2 separate regions of the Mus musculus genome follow, and region 2 is linked to region 1. A link is a contact called in public promoter capture Hi-C data. All regions are on one chromosome and are shown on one strand. Each heading gives the region's core, a stretch centred on a gene start, on an enhancer-like site or on the middle of the called end of the contact. The rest is flanking DNA. Distances are from core to core; before and after follow the strand shown.

Evidence for each region. Promoter capture Hi-C pulls out the DNA fragments that hold promoters and counts their contacts.
Region 2: a promoter capture Hi-C map of neural stem cells shows a contact between it and region 1. The contact joins two enhancer-like sites. A contact is called at or near these places in 3 of 39 promoter capture datasets (the 3T3-L1 cell line, hippocampal neurons and neural stem cells).

What each region holds. Positions count from the first base shown.
Region 1 is chr6:55,308,680-55,312,635 of GRCm38.p6, forward strand. Mindy4 (MINDY lysine 48 deubiquitinase 4) reads left to right here. Exons shown (of 18, transcript NM_001142781.1): 17 at 583-655. Among named protein-coding and RNA genes, the nearest start is that of Gm38819, 18 kb to the right of the region's middle. Within about 2 kb of position 1,717, at least 5 of the 459 cell types and tissues checked have an H3K27ac peak or open chromatin away from gene starts, as enhancers often do. A contact at or near this core is called in neural stem cells, where this site is marked.
Region 2 is chr6:55,510,436-55,514,427 of GRCm38.p6, forward strand. No RefSeq gene overlaps it. Among named protein-coding and RNA genes, the nearest start is that of Gm34441, 25 kb to the right of the region's middle. Within about 2 kb of position 1,511, at least 21 of the 459 cell types and tissues checked have an H3K27ac peak or open chromatin away from gene starts, as enhancers often do. A contact at or near this core is called in neural stem cells, where this site is marked.

The sequences.
Region 1 (3,956 bases), core at 467-2,966:
TTACCAAGGAAGTCAGGACTGGAACTCAAGCAGGTCAGGAAGCAGGAGCTGATGCAGAGGCCATGGAGGGATGTTCTTTACTGGCTTGCCTCACCTGGCTTGCTCAGCCTGCTTTCTTATAGAACCAAGACTACCAGCCCAGAGATGGTCCCACCCACAAGGGGCCTTTTCCCCTTGATCACTAATTGAGAAAATGCCTTACAGTTGGATCTCATGGAGGCATTTCCTCAACCGAAGCTCCTTTCTCTGTGATAACTCCAGCTGTGTCAAGTTGACACAAAACTAGCCAGTACAGGTGTCATAGGAGGTTTTAGGGTAGAGGAATAAAGAGACCACAATTGCTTTTAGAAAAAATATTTTGATAACTAAAGAAAGGTGTGGGTTTGGTGAAGGCTGGAGGTAAGAAGCCAGTGCACTGTCTTGGTAAGAATTAATGACCAAGAAGGGGGGAGGATCCAGTCAAGATGAAGATGGGTCCATCATACCCAAGGGTTGGGGTAGGCCTCCGGAGTTGCCCAAACTGGCCGCAATGGCAGTGCCTATCCCTGAGATGACATAGTGCTTTTCCCCCTTCCTTCCTAGATACCACCAAGACCGCCCCAGCGGACAGCTGCAGTGACCTTGTCCCTCCTCTTGAGCTCTGTATCAGAACCAAGTGAGTGGGGCTGCCTCTAACCTCATAAAACTCACCCTAGAGGCCAGGATGTGCATTGGTTGGGGATATTAAGCCTGTGGACAGAAAGACAAACAGCTTCCGGGGTGGCCTGATTTAGAAGGCTGTGGTCAGGTAATACCATGCAGCTGATAGACACTGGCCTGGGGGCTTACACTGAAGCCGATGTCTCCACTGGGCTGACAATTTGCTGACTTTTCAGGAGCTAAAGGACTGAATAGAATTGGGAGAGGGGATGGGGTGGTCAGGGCATGCTGGGTTGTGGGTGACCACAACAGCAGTACCTCTCTACCTTGTGTGGTATAGCCACTCACTCAGAACACTGAGCAGGGAGGCTCCTGTTTCTGAGGCACTCGGTGGGTCCTTGACACCTCATCCTGACTCTGCATTTAGGGGAGGCTGCAGCCCAGGCTAGAGTTGAGGGAAGCCCATTCCTTTCTTCTAGGCTTTGTTGTGCACCAGGCTGGGGCTGTGCTCTTTAGGGCCCGTGGGCCATCGAGAATAGAAGCCTCTGGCTCGTTTGCGCAGCTCTTCTCAAAGTCTGCAGTAAGAGACTAGGAGATCTCGGTGTGCAGTAGTGAATCAGGGAGGAGCGTCTCAGGAGGGAGACAGGGTTCTGGTTGCTTTTCCAGGGACGTAGTGCATGTTGTGTGGTTCTGAGAATGAGTTCTGGAGCCAGCCTGCAGGCTGACTGTGAGACACTAGACCTCACCTATCTGGCTTACTTGGTCATCTGTAAAGTGGGGACGACGACAGCTTGGAGCCCATGTGGCTATTCCTAAGTGCTTTCTAGCATTAGCTCTCACTGTCATTGTCCTTGGCACTTGTAACTTGTGTTATGTCAAGAGGAATATGTTTCCTAGCTAGGGCCAGAGTCACAGCCCGGCCCTGAGATCCTGAGCACCTGAGATACATGTGGCAGGCCTGGAGTTCAGGCCTGTGGCCCTCTGTAGACAAACAAGCCTTTGAGTGGGACTGGGGAACAGAGCAAGGACTGCCTTGGCACTGTGGAAGCATCAGGAAGGGGAAGTGGGAGGGCTGCAGGCACATCCCCATTGTGCCAGTTCCCTGCCCTCCCCCACAGGGAGACAGCATTCCTGCAGGGTCATAGGCTGGCTGCTTTCATCAGAGGATTAGGGGCATGTGCGGGTCCCTGTCCTTTCAAGTACAAAGGGCCACTCATTCAAGGTGATGAGTGAAGGCTTTGAAGGGGAAAGAAGGTGATCCTAGCCTTGGCACCTATGCAGGCTAGCAGAGGAGGCCACAGGGTGACCTTTCTGAAGGAGAAGGGCCCCAACTGGCCCCTAGGCACAGCTTCTATCCCTTTTGGACTGGGATGCTTCTTGAGACTCTTTTTGACTTTATCTTTGTACCCCTCTCACCAGTAGTACCCCTTAGTCCTTCACTGCTCTCCTTTGACATTAGATGGCTCCCGATTGGCCAAGCAGACACACACGCCGCCCCCCCCCCCCCCCCCCCGCCAGCCCAGCCTTGACTGGCTTTCTGAGCTCAGTCTGATGGGCAGTTGTTTGAGAATGGCTCAGAGTTTTGGCCTACCTTGAGGGTAACTTCTTGCCTGAGATGGCTGGCACGGAGCACAATTCATGATCATCATCATGGAGGGTGGGCTTGGACCTGTTCTATTGGTGCTTTTGTCTCTTGGGAGGATCCCAAACCCATTCCCCACCCCCAGTGATGCCTGATGAGTGCTGGAGAGCAGCTTGCCCTGGGGAGTGGGGCCTGGCTTTCCCTGCTCTCACTTCTGCTCCCTGTCTGGGGCTCGGATGAGGCAGAGCGATGGCATCTTCAGAAGTGCTTCTCAGTGTTGGTCACAGAGAGAAAGAGGACTGTTTGTGTAGCATACAAATAGTCAGGGTTCCGAACATCAGGCTTAGGGGCTCTTAGGGGTCCCAGGCACCATCCATCCCCGGGATGGGATGGCTAGGGGAAACCTATGTGAGTTCTAGGTTACTCACTGGGGAGTCTTGCCCCAGAACGTAGGTTCTAGGCTTGTAGACTTTGGCTTCCTTTGAGGAATATGTTAGAACTGGAACGTCCAGGTCAACCAGGGCCTTTGTAGGAGGCCTGAGGATGTGAATTCCTATGTAGTTACTGGTTGCTGCTGCTGCCACAGCCCTAGGATCACTTAAAAAAACATTCATTGATTCGTGTTTACAATGTATGTGTGTGGCGCATGTGTGTGCATACCTATTCATACTATGGAAGCCAGAAGAAGGCAGCAGGTATCCTCTATACCCACCCACCTGGCACCCAGTATCTTTGAGATGGAGTCTCTTGATGAACTTGGGGTTTATGTTTTCTTGGATAGTCTAGGCCAGCAAGCCCCAGCAATACATATGTGAAACACTTGGCTTATTCCCTGGGTGCTGAGATTTGAACTCTGGTCCTCAGTATTTCCAGCAATCACTCTTAACTGTGGAAGCATCTCTCTAGGCCCTGCTTTTGAGAAGTGCTGTTCTAATGATGGATAAGGGTCTCCCTGGCTCTATCCACGTCCGTCTGCCTTATGAGCCTGCTTTTGCATGTCAGTTACCAAGGGAGGTACCAAGCCTGTCTGTATGACTGCCAGAGGCCAGGGAACTTTCTTCCTAACACCAGGTCTTTGCCTGTTGTATGTTCTCAGTGCATTCGCCATGGTGAGTCTACCTGGCCAGTTACCATGGGAGTACTTTCCCAGAGTTTTCCCCGGAATTATTCCCGGAAGGCTGAAGGGGTGGATGAAGAGTGGAATGGCTGGGTCCCTGTCCTCTTGATTCATCAGATAGCAAGCCACTGTAATGGGAAACAGCAGGCCAGGAATCCTAGTCCAAGGGGTCGAATTACAAAGGCTTTGCGTTTTGTTTTTGCTACAGATTTTCAAACAGCTCAAAGGAACTTGGGAAAGTAGCCTCTGAGGTCACTGTGGGGACCTGCTGGCAGGGTCTTGGCTATGGGGGTGAGGTTATGGGGCAAACCCTGCTGCTTGCAGGGCACACATGGTGCCATAGTCCATACTTAGGTCACTGCCAAACTCAGAGTCAGATTTCACATACCTGGTAAGATGCAGCTGAACTGTAAGCCTCCTGTCCGTGTACGAGGAGAGTGGCTAGCTGGAGACCTGGTGAGTGGAGTTTCCTTCTCAACGTGCCAAGGCTCATGGAAGTTCTGTCTTGATTCTTTAGAAGAAACAGCTGGATGGGAATTCGTTCTCACTCTCAGAGAGTTCAACCAAATGGAAATCAACTTCAGAATCAGCCATGATCCATCCAGGGGAAGATGACCT
Region 2 (3,992 bases), core at 261-2,760, 200 kb after region 1:
GTCCCTGAAACTGAAGCAGCAACCAGTTCTAATAACCATCCTAGCCACACAGCCTTGGGTCTCCGGATTTTCTTGTCTCCAGGTCTTTAATATCCCCCTTTGGGCCTTTTGATGAAGCACTTTATCCATCCTCCCTGTAGAGAGGATCCCGAGACAGCAGACTGGGGGCTTTTCTGGGACACAGAGAAAGCCACCAAGGAGCTGACAACAGACAGATAATGAGACTCAAGCCCATCAACAGAGGAAGAAAGTACATTGACAGGGGAGTTGAGAAGGAGGACCCCAATAACCAGGTGTGGTTGCCTGTGTCAAGTGCTGTTAAAGGCTCATGATGATTGGGCTACAAAGTATCTGTATTCGTTGTTTAGAAGTCGAGTAGCTTTGTTTTGAGCCACCCCTTGCTCAGGCTGGATGGGCAGGCCATTTTGCTTGTAGGAACAAGAGTAGCCTCCCCAGAAAAAGCGTAGACTCATGTGGCCTCCCAAGGGCTACCACCTGGAAATCTCTTCTAAGTGGCTCTATAGGAGGATGGGTGGGTGGTGGTGGTTTTACAGTCCTCTTTGGATCAGGTTGGTAGAGATAGACCGCACATGCTCAGAACCACAGGACTTCTTCCATTAAAGCGCTCTGCAACTGGTTTGAAGGTCAGAGGCTCTTGCCTCCAGATTGGATGGCCTTAGCCCAGGGAAGATAGAAACTGGGAGATTTCTTTGGAAAGAACCTGGATTCTTCAATCCTCCAGGAAGGAGTGGGCAGATCCAGGCTTCAGAATAAGGGTCTGGAAACATTTATATAATGGAGGAGGTCCCTGCTTGGAAAGAGGTTCCTATTCCCAGCTTCTATTTGCCCCTAAGGACACTGCTGGAAAAGAAACTTTCCACTGAAGCCAGGGGGCTGCAGAGTTAGAGAGAGGGCTAGGACAGACCGGTCTGTGATCTTTGACAGACATAAGTAAACACTCCCTCTGTGGTTCACTTAAGCAATAGGATCTACCCTTGGCCTTCTAATGTTTCCCATTTCGACTTTGAGTGGGTGCCTAAGGACCAGATGGGGCTCATCTCGGGTGGGAAGCACACACTCAAATCTAGGGAGATGTTTGCATGAGATCCGAGTCTCACAAAGTGGCCCGGGCACATGAACCCTGTGACTGATTGCTCCCTGGCCATAAGGCAGCACTCACTGACGACTGGGGTTGGGGTTAGAGGTCAGCCTTGTGAGCTTTTCAGGTGGCATGGTGGTGGAAAAAGCCTAGTCTGTCATTTGGTTATACCTTTTGCATCAGGAGCAGAGGGAGGCCTACAACAGGCCATGGCATGAGCACGGTTTTTAACCCAAGGAGCTAGAGAGAGAGGCGGGAAGCCTTGAGAATACAAGCAAGAACTGGGAAACATTTCCCCTTCCAGCAGTTTCCCTTATCTAGAGTTCTTCCTGGCAGAAAGAGTTTGGGCTGGAGGGAGGGAAGGTTGGAGTGGGGTGGGGGAATCAACTCATAGGTCTGCACTGCCCTCTGGTGGCCATTTTGTTTGATGATCGGTGTAACGCGCGCTTCCAGTCTAGGGAAACTGGCTCATTTCCACACAGTGCCTGGTAATGAGATAATGAGAGAAAGAACAAGCTTAAATATTTTCTATAATTAACACTGGGAAGAGACACTTACATGCGAAATATCTTGTAAGAAGAATGTGACCCACAGTGCACCGTGCAGGGCTTTTCTCGCAGGGCTTTTCTCTTTGGACTTCGCCGGCACACACATTTGTATTTCTGTATGATCACACAGAAAAGTTATTTCTGGAGACTACACATAAGGAGCCCTTTAGGACGTGGATTTGTGTCTAAGAACTTTCGCACTTAATTGTAAGCGTGAACATCTGCATCCATCTGGTTAGGCCTCAGATTTTCACGGCGGGCTTTGCTATTGTCTTCTTACTGAGGTTTTGGAGAAGACAAGTGAGAGAAAGGAGGGCTTCTCCCCAGGAGCTTAATGTCTGTAGGGAGGTTAATGAGTTCGGCTGTTCCTCTGTCCCTGTGGGCTCCTTATCTGTGAATGCAGAAAACCTCGAATGGAAAACTTTCTGGGAAAAGCGGTACTCAGCAGTCATTTGCATAACGCCCACATTGGGCTGAGTAGCGCAAAGGTCTAGACATGATTTGAGTCATCTGGGGGGAGATATGTAGATTATGCACACCATCTCGTACGACAAACTTGTGCAACCATGACACTTGGAAAGGCAGGAACTAGCTCCCTGTGGACGCGAGAATACTGGGAGTGGGTCATGAAGGGCTGCAGCCTGGGAGAATTCGGTATGCAGAGGAGCACACCCAGCAGATGCTACTTCGAATGCCGGATTCTCAACTTTTCTATCTCTCATTAGAAAACAAATAGACATCTAAGGAGAAATAAGAAAATACAATAAGATAAAACAAACAAACAAACAAACAAATTAAAGTATGAACAAAAAAAAAAAAAAACAAGCAAGAACAAGAGCCAACGAAAAAGCACAAGATGCTGAGACACACATGTTTGCACACTTAGCAATCCCATAAAAAACCAGAAGCCAATGTATATGACTGGCAATGTAGAAAATAAAAACTACCCGACTTAACATAATGAGACCAAGAACCTCCAAGCCAAAAAATATACACAAAGGACATGTAGGATTAAAAAGAGAGAGAGAGAAAATAAAAATAAAATAAACATAAAAACTAAAACTATAAGATTAAAAACAAGCCTTGACACAGGCTATGAGCCAAGGGACCTCCACAGGTGCTACCGGCCTTTTCTGCTGGCCATCAACTGCTGGGCTGGCAGCCTACGATTAGGAGTAGTTTGTTTCTCCAGTGATAAAACTTAATTTGCAAGTGTGTTTCAATTGTATTGATTGGAGACGGCTTCTGGGTTAGGGATGGGGGCGTGTGTCCACTTCTCCCTTCAGCTCTAGGATCCCATCTGAGGCAGACCTGTGCCGGCCTTGCGCAGGCTGCCTCAGGCTCTGCGAGGTCATGTCTACATTGATCGGTCCTGCTGTGGTCTTGATTCTTTGGCGTCTTCCGTTTCCCCTGGCTCTTACACTCTCTGCTTCTTCTTCCACCGAGTTCCCAGAGCCCCAAGGGAGTGGATTTGTTTGATACAAACATCCCATTTAGGGCTGAATGTTCCAAGGTCTCTCACTGCCTATTGTCTGCCCGTGGGTCTCGGTATTTGTTCCCAGCTGATTCAGGAGGAAGCTTCCCTGGTGATGGATGAGTAGGACACTGATCTATGAGGATAGTAGAAGGTCACAGGGGTCATTTTATTGTTGCTCTTTCAGTAGAACAGTGTTTGGCTTTCCCCTAGGTCATTGGGCTAACTAGTCTCAGGATCTTGAGTCTGTAAGAGAGCCCCAGGGTAAATCTGTTCTTCATGTCAGCTCCATCTAGGCTGATGCTCTAGAACAACAGAACAGCATGATCCTGCATGCCTTTCTATATCTGCAGCCTTGAGCAAAGGCTTCTCTTTCTGGTTTCCATGTTTTCTAAGTTAGGGTGTGTTTCATTTCCCCCATGCCTACGGGCGCAAGAAAATCCTCCACACAGGATTCAATGGCATCAAGAGCCTCTTTTACTTGTATCCTTCTGACCTGCAATGGCTAAACTCATGCATGTCCTTTTCCCATTAAAAGCCTCCTGCCTTTTCCAGCTGTGGTCCACTGCCCAACATGTTCCTCAGCTCAGAGTGTAGGTCTGGGTCAGAGTACTGTGGGGGCTTGACAGAGATAGGTCCATATATTCAAATACTTGGTCCTTAGTTGGTGTAATTGTTTGAGAATAATTATGAGGTGTGGCATTGTTGGTATTGTGTCATTAAGGGTGGGCTTTAAAGTGTGTGTGTGTGTGTGTGTGTGTGTGTGTGTGTGTGTGTGCGTGTGTAAATAAAGAGGGTTTATATATTAGTGTTGCTTACAGGCTGTAGCCCAGCTAGTTCAAGAATGTCTATCTACCAGTGGGAAGTCCTA